Linked DNA regions of Zea mays: region 1 is linked to region 2. The links are chromatin contacts, called in public Hi-C maps. All regions are on one chromosome and are shown on one strand. The core of a region is the stretch at or near the end of the contact, and the rest is flanking DNA. Distances in the headings are between cores, read along the strand shown.

Region 1 (3,410 bases), core at 370-2,869, 180 kb after region 2:
CCCATGAACCTTTGCAATGTGATCTATAAAATTGCTTCAAAGGTTCTGTCGAATTGCCTGAAATCGTTTCGTTAAACCAAATTGCTTTTGTACCAGGTAGACTTACAGACTTATCTGAGACAACATCCTGCTTGCGTATGAGATGACCCATTCTACGCAGAACAAATGAATGAACAAGGCATGGACCCATGGAACGTTCCGAAGACCAATTACTCCCCGAGGTTCAAATGGACTAGCTGATCTTATTGACCCTATATCTGGAGGGTGGGATAAAGACGTAATCCAAGGAATTTTCAGGAAAATAGATGTGAAAAATAAAACACATTAGGCGTCCCGACGCGAACTGCTAGTTGCATGGCATTTAGATAAAAAGTACTCTATTCGTTCTAATTTATAATTTATTTGACTTTATACGCCAAATTTAACTGACTTGTCTTATTAAAAAACTCTATAATTATTATTAATTGTTATTATGATATTATTTAGCATATAATATATTTTAAGTGTGGCTTTAAATTTTTCACTTTTTCGCAAAAAAAAGTTTTTAACATCAAACTTGAAAAAAAAAGACAAACGAATTATAAATTATAACGGAGTGAGTATCGTTTTTTCTATCAAAATGGTTACTCATGTTCTGAATGATTTATAAGAATGTCAAAGTCCAAGGCAAGCAGGTGAATCATCATCTAAGAATTCTCTACCACGTACCTTTATATGAAAAGAAATTTGGGATATGCACTGCACCCTCAAAGTCAAATAGTTTATTTGGCAATGGATGTAGATACAAACAAGGTGCCCAGTTTGCTGCCTACTGGATGAGGATGGTGCTCATTGTTTTCTAAAATCTAAATTTGTGAGACACCGTTAGAGAGCTCTTTTATTTTGACAACCCCAAGGATATGATCATGTCCCTTATGTCAAGGCATGAATTCTAGCGATGGCTACCGCTTCCAAGTCTATAGAGCCCTACTAACTCTAACTAAAATTTAGAAGGTAGATACTATATTGTTATTATATATTTTACGATTTATATCGTTCATCGATTTTCTAATATAATACTAAATCAATGTTTTAATATAATATTACTTCAAACTATTATATATATCTATTGTGTGTGGTTTAGTAAGATTATATTGATGTAACGGTTTAATTTAGTCTCTCCGCTCCGTCACTGGTTATGTCTACGGAGAATCAAATAACTAAACTTCTAGTTGCCTTACTTCTGTGATGTTGGTGGGATATGAGAACTAAAGCGGATGCTGGCGAAATCGTTAGAACTTGTGACCAAGCAATGTACAGGGTGAAGCATATGGCTGTCAAAACTGAAGCTTTGGTGCCCGACGGTAAAGTGAAGGTTCCAAGTACTATAATAAAGTATTGAAGCCCTCCACACTCCACAGCTTGGAAGATTGGAAATGGATGGTGCTTTTAAAGCTACTACAAACAATGCAAATCGGGTGATTGGGTTTTTGTAATTCGCAATCATAAAACGATTCCAGAGAACCGTAGCCTAGAACGATTCGTGGTCGAACTACTTGTCTAATTTGTATGAGGTTCAGTTAGCTAAAACGATTGTGGGGTGCATTCCTAGACAAACAAAATAGGCCCAAGGCCCAAAGCAAATCGCCCCATTGCAGCCTTGCAGGTGCCGGTAACTTACCTTCAGTACGCAATGCCATCTGTGCAATGTCTTGTAGGTTTTACTGTTTTAGTGGTTTACAAGTAACAGTTGAGCATGGGATCACACATATATACTAGTCATGTGTCCATACATTACTACAGTTTTATATATATATATATATATATATATATATATATATATATATATATATATATATATATATATATATATATATATATATATATATTAATAAAGCATAAAATATATGTTTTGTATTGATTAGGTGCGTGTGAATGTAGAGCCAACAACCAAGATTCAAACACTCGTTGGTACATAATTTCAACTTATTTTTTACATAAACTCTACTATTATAGTAGTAGAGAAGAGATTATATGAGTGCGGGTTGATTCTAATGGTGGCACGGATGGTCCGTGCGTGCGCTGAGTCAGTTATGGTTCCTAGTTTCTCGTGGGATTTGTTACCTAAAACCGCGGGATTAGCTAGGGAAACAGTTTGTAGCAGATCCAGACCTCACCTTTATATAGATGAAGGGCTACAGCTGATTGAACCCCCCAACAATCGATCAAATCAAGTCTATTTCTTGTTTAACTTATGCATTTAGGAGTAGTTCTAGTTTAGTCTTCCAATCCCAAATTCTCCGCTTCTCCTCGACTCTACGTCGATCAAAGGAGTCTAGGTCGGCCTACCGAGTCTAGACAACACCTAGGATCTCTCCTCCCCGACGGGATCCCTCCCGGGAGTGAGATCTAGGCGCCGACGACGACCTTCGTCGCCCCTGCGTACGTGCGGACCGTCCAGCCTGTAGGTGCGGACCGTCCGGCACGTCAGGCAAGGAACTCGAGTCCTGCGTCAGGTCGTGGACCATTCGCGCCTGTGCAGAGGGCACCGCCGCCGGTTCTCAATGCAGTGATTGGCGCCCGAAAAGGTGTCAACGCACTTTTGGCGACTCCGCTGGGGACAGGTGTTGAAAGTCTAATGGCCGATGAGCAACAGCAATATGCGGACTACATGCGTCAAGCGAAGGAGAAATTCTTTTCACAATACACGGTGGATCGCCACCAGAAAGTTGTCAAACATGGAGAGACCGACGTCGCATCTCTTCTATCTTCGCTTAAGTCCCCAACGTAAGTAAACCCGACGACATCCAATCTATTAAACAGTATGTAGATCATCATCAAAATCAAATGAAACAACATATTGGAGGGTTAGAAGACTCAATTAGAAAATTAACGCATACGTTGGAAAAGTCTGTTGCTCCTAGTTTTCCATCATACGAAACTAGTAATAGGGTATTTATGTCTGATGCATCAGCAACAAATGGGGATTCGCAACCCCAGCCTTTATATGGTATGTCGATGAACTCATATTCAGGGCAAATACAATCATCGTCGTCCCTACTTGGTAGATCGGCGCTCCTGAACACGGTCGGATCGTCCGAGCTTCTGCACAGACCGTTCGGTCCATATGCGGACCGTCCGGCTTGCTCTGCCAGACAATCCGAGGCCGCCCTAGGACCACTGCCGTCCCTGCTTGACAGATCAGCGACCCTGGACGCAGTCAGACCGTCCGAGCTTCTACCCGGACCGTCTGGCTTTCCCTGCCGGATAGTCCGAGGTCGCACCAGGACTACCGTGTGGCGTCCCGATAATGGCGAACACAACCAGTCAGTTCGGATTTACCACCGGACAAACTGGGTACACATACGCAGAACCTGTTGTTGCGCACTATGCACCCAATTATTACACACCATAGCAGCAATATGTTTCGT
Region 2 (3,443 bases), core at 296-2,795:
GGACTCCGCCGATACAACCGTACGAGAACAGCAGGAAACAAATATGGTCTGTTCGTTTGGTGACACATGTCTAACCAACTAACTTTACAGCAACAGATCATCAATCTTAAAACATGTCAATCGTGATTTGTTGTTGTGTTACTTTAAAATTGGTAGGATAGGCACGTGACAGCCTGCAGTGGTGCTTCTCTTCCAGCCAGCAAAATTTTCCCCTCAAGCCTACCGCCTGCAGCATGGACTGCATGGTAGGGGCTGGGGTCGAGCAGGCCTAGGGCGTCTCCTAGCTAAATCGAGTTTAGACCCAAGTCTGTACCCTACATTACTCCTAGCTAAATCGAGTTTAGCCCCAAATCAGTAGCAGCCGGAAGCCACTGATAATCATCGTCACTATCCTTTGAGAATATCGTAAGCTATTTTCGTTCTCATTTTTATTTGCACAAATTGAAATATTATTTCCTGTGCTGTATATATAGCCAACCTCCACACAAAAAGACCACAAAGATGATGCACTCTATACCATCATGTTTCCGGTGTACTTTCAGATATGAGAAACACAAAAAGCTAGCTAAATAGATAGCATAGTATATCATTATCTATTAGTATAAGGTCATGTTTGGTTTCTTTAGTGTAGGGACTAAAGTTTAGTTAGAGGGACTAAAGTTTAGTCCCTAACATGTTTGGTTTTAGGGGCTAAAAATAGTAAGAATATACTAAATGACTTATAAGAAGACTAAAATGACATTTAACATTCTCCTGCTATTAGTACAATTGAACTAAATGAGGGGTAAATGTGGAATTAATATGATTTAGTCCATTTTAGCACATATGTGAAGGACTAAAGACTAAATCATTTTAGTCCATATTTTAGTTCTAGTGTTTGGCAAAAAAGGAACTAAATGAGACTAAAAACTAGAGACTAATCTTTAGTCTTTCTAACCAAACACCCCCTAAGCTATATAAATGATATGGAGGTTTCCTAGCTACTAGCTAGCTAGGACCATTACAAACGTCCTAAGAGCGTCTATTTCAAATAGCTAGTTGATGTGAAGCTAAGAGAAAAAAAATAAAATAGTAATTTATCATACCACTAGTATTTAGTTCCCACATATAATACACTCAGTTTTTTTGGAATACATGAAATTTTCTATCTATTTACTCATCGATATCTATTCTCGTTTTTTATATATTTTCTATCCACATAGAAAATAGAGTGAATCTAGCTAGTGAAATAACTAGCCATTGGAGACGGCCAAAAGTCTCCTCTCTTCTGCTGCTGCCAACTGGGATCCCGCCAGCTTGGATCCTCGCTACTAGTTACCAAGATGCAGCGCCACTGCAGCGTCCGATGGGCGATGGGGCATTGGCAAGTCCCAGACAGATCGCTAGTGAGATGGAGCGCCCGATGGCCGAGCAAGCAAAGCAAGCGTGGGTGGCGGTGGTCGGTGGACGAGAACGCTGAAACAGAGAGGTGCGAGGTTGAGGATGCATTGGGGCGGGCCGTGCCCTTGCGAGGTGTTTTTTGTGCGCGGTGCACCTGGCCAGGTTGGGCTGAGCCTTCAAGACCGGGAGGATACACATCTACATGGGCTCGCCCCGGGCTGCAGCCGCTCGGTCCGGGGCCCAAATCTGCCCCTGGTTTTGGTAGGATTTTATAATTGTAGCCTTGTAGGCAGCAGAAGAAGATAAAACAAAAAGCCGCACTGCACACTGAAAGAGTTCGTATAGTAAAAATTTAGGGATGCAATTGTTAAGTAACCCTAATTAGAGTTATGTAGGTAAATACCGACTTTGTTCCTAAGGGGTCTCACATCTTTATATAAGGAACCTGTACACCCATTCATATGATAGAGATCAGAAAGAAACTACAGGCTCAACCCTATATCCTGTGTCTCGTGTGTTTCCTCTGTCGTGCTTATTGGAAGGGAGACGGGTTCTCTACAGATTCTTGCGCCTCTACTGCTGACGGGAGGGAAGGGAGCGGATCTGGTGATCCGTGTAACGTAGTTCTTAACACGTTATCAGCATACTCTACCTCGACGTTGCTGCTAGATCAGATCTGCATCAACTCTTCGTCAATCCGGTAGGTCTCCGGCCTAGCCGAACTGTCCTACGCGACAGGCTTCGATTTTCCCTCTACGCAATCGAACGGTATGTTTACTGTTCTTGATCTGCTGCTGTGCACGGGCTACGATTTGTGTGCGATGAACTTGCCATCACTGTCGTGGTGCACTGCGCCTAAACTCCGGCAAGAAAACTAGTGGCGGTGTTGACCGTCCCTGCGCACAGAGCTCGCCCGCGCGTACAACAGCCACCGTTCCGCGGCGCCTGGCGCAGCTGCCCTGCAGTGGAGACAGAGTCTTGCATGCAACGTGCTTCCGCATGCGGCTCGCATGCACGCACCTAATGTGCCCAGTGCCTTAGAGCATCTCCAACAACGTGACCTATAAAAATGCCCTATAATTTGAAAATAAGTATATTTTATATAATTTAGGGCACCAACAAAACACCTCGCTCCAACAGTAAAGCCCCAAATCTAGATTATAGGGCAGCCCACTACGGTGTAGTATATTTGAGTCACTTGATAGGGTGCTCTATAGTTTTTTGAAAAAAATTTATGAAATAGGGCACTGTTGGAGTAGTTTTTCCTGTGTAGAGCCCCATATTTCAATTTAAGGCACTAGTTTGAGGCATTGTTGGAGATGCTCTTATCTCCTCGCACACCCCTCCTGCATGATCGTATTTGACTACCTACTATTACGGCACGCAAGAAGTGGTCCCATGGATCCATTTACTACACTGCTAAGACGGAACGATTGGTTGAAATAAATAAAAGCAAAATAAGTTCCATTTTATGTGGTTTCCCATATTTTATATGAATACATATCATATATATTCTATTTATTTTCTGTTGAAAATAACAAATAGAATAAAGCATTTTTATGTTATGGCTTCTACCTTAATTAATTATTTTCTGTTATAAATAACTAATAGAAAAAATGCATGCTTAAATATTGACAAAAAATATTTCTACATCCGATGTGTTATGATTATACATTAATATTGGTATTTATTTTTTTCTGCTTTATTTTCTGAAGTAAACAGTAGGAAATTATTAAAATGCACGTGGAGTATATATTGTGTATACTTAAACCGCTCTAAATTTTTGTGTTGTGTTGAACTTTCGGACTCACGTCGAGCGATTAAATTGTATAGTGGGTATCCGGATATGCCGATCAAACTAAATTATTAATCGGATAAGTTTTGGCATTGACTAAACATTGGCTGCACCCTGGCAACACGACGTTGTATTTATGTCATACGAACTTGGCTGCGTCATGTGATTGCTATGTAGCACTCTCGTTTAATCGGACAGCTCCCATTGAGTCAAACCGCCATCGTTGAGTCGCGTATTTTTCGCAGCCCTGTAGGCACTATTCGTCTGT

What was found. Hi-C and Micro-C count contacts between places; a contact is called where the count stands out from the background.
Region 1: a Hi-C map of ear shows a contact between it and region 2, with 4 times the contacts expected there. The contact joins two enhancer-like sites. A contact is called at or near these places in 3 of 25 Hi-C or Micro-C datasets (ear, leaf and tassel).

The regions. Positions count from the first base shown.
Region 1 is chr2:59,886,217-59,889,626 of Zm-B73-REFERENCE-NAM-5.0, forward strand. No RefSeq gene overlaps it. Among protein-coding and RNA genes, the nearest start is that of LOC100275911, 39 kb to the right of the region's middle. Within about 2 kb of position 1,620, at least 3 of the 20 cell types and tissues checked have an H3K27ac peak or open chromatin away from gene starts, as enhancers often do. A contact at or near this core is called in ear and tassel, where this site is marked.
Region 2 is chr2:59,702,811-59,706,253 of Zm-B73-REFERENCE-NAM-5.0, forward strand. No RefSeq gene overlaps it. Among protein-coding and RNA genes, the nearest start is that of LOC100273767, 8.1 kb to the left of the region's middle. Within about 2 kb of position 1,546, at least 17 of the 20 cell types and tissues checked have an H3K27ac peak or open chromatin away from gene starts, as enhancers often do. A contact at or near this core is called in ear and tassel, where this site is marked.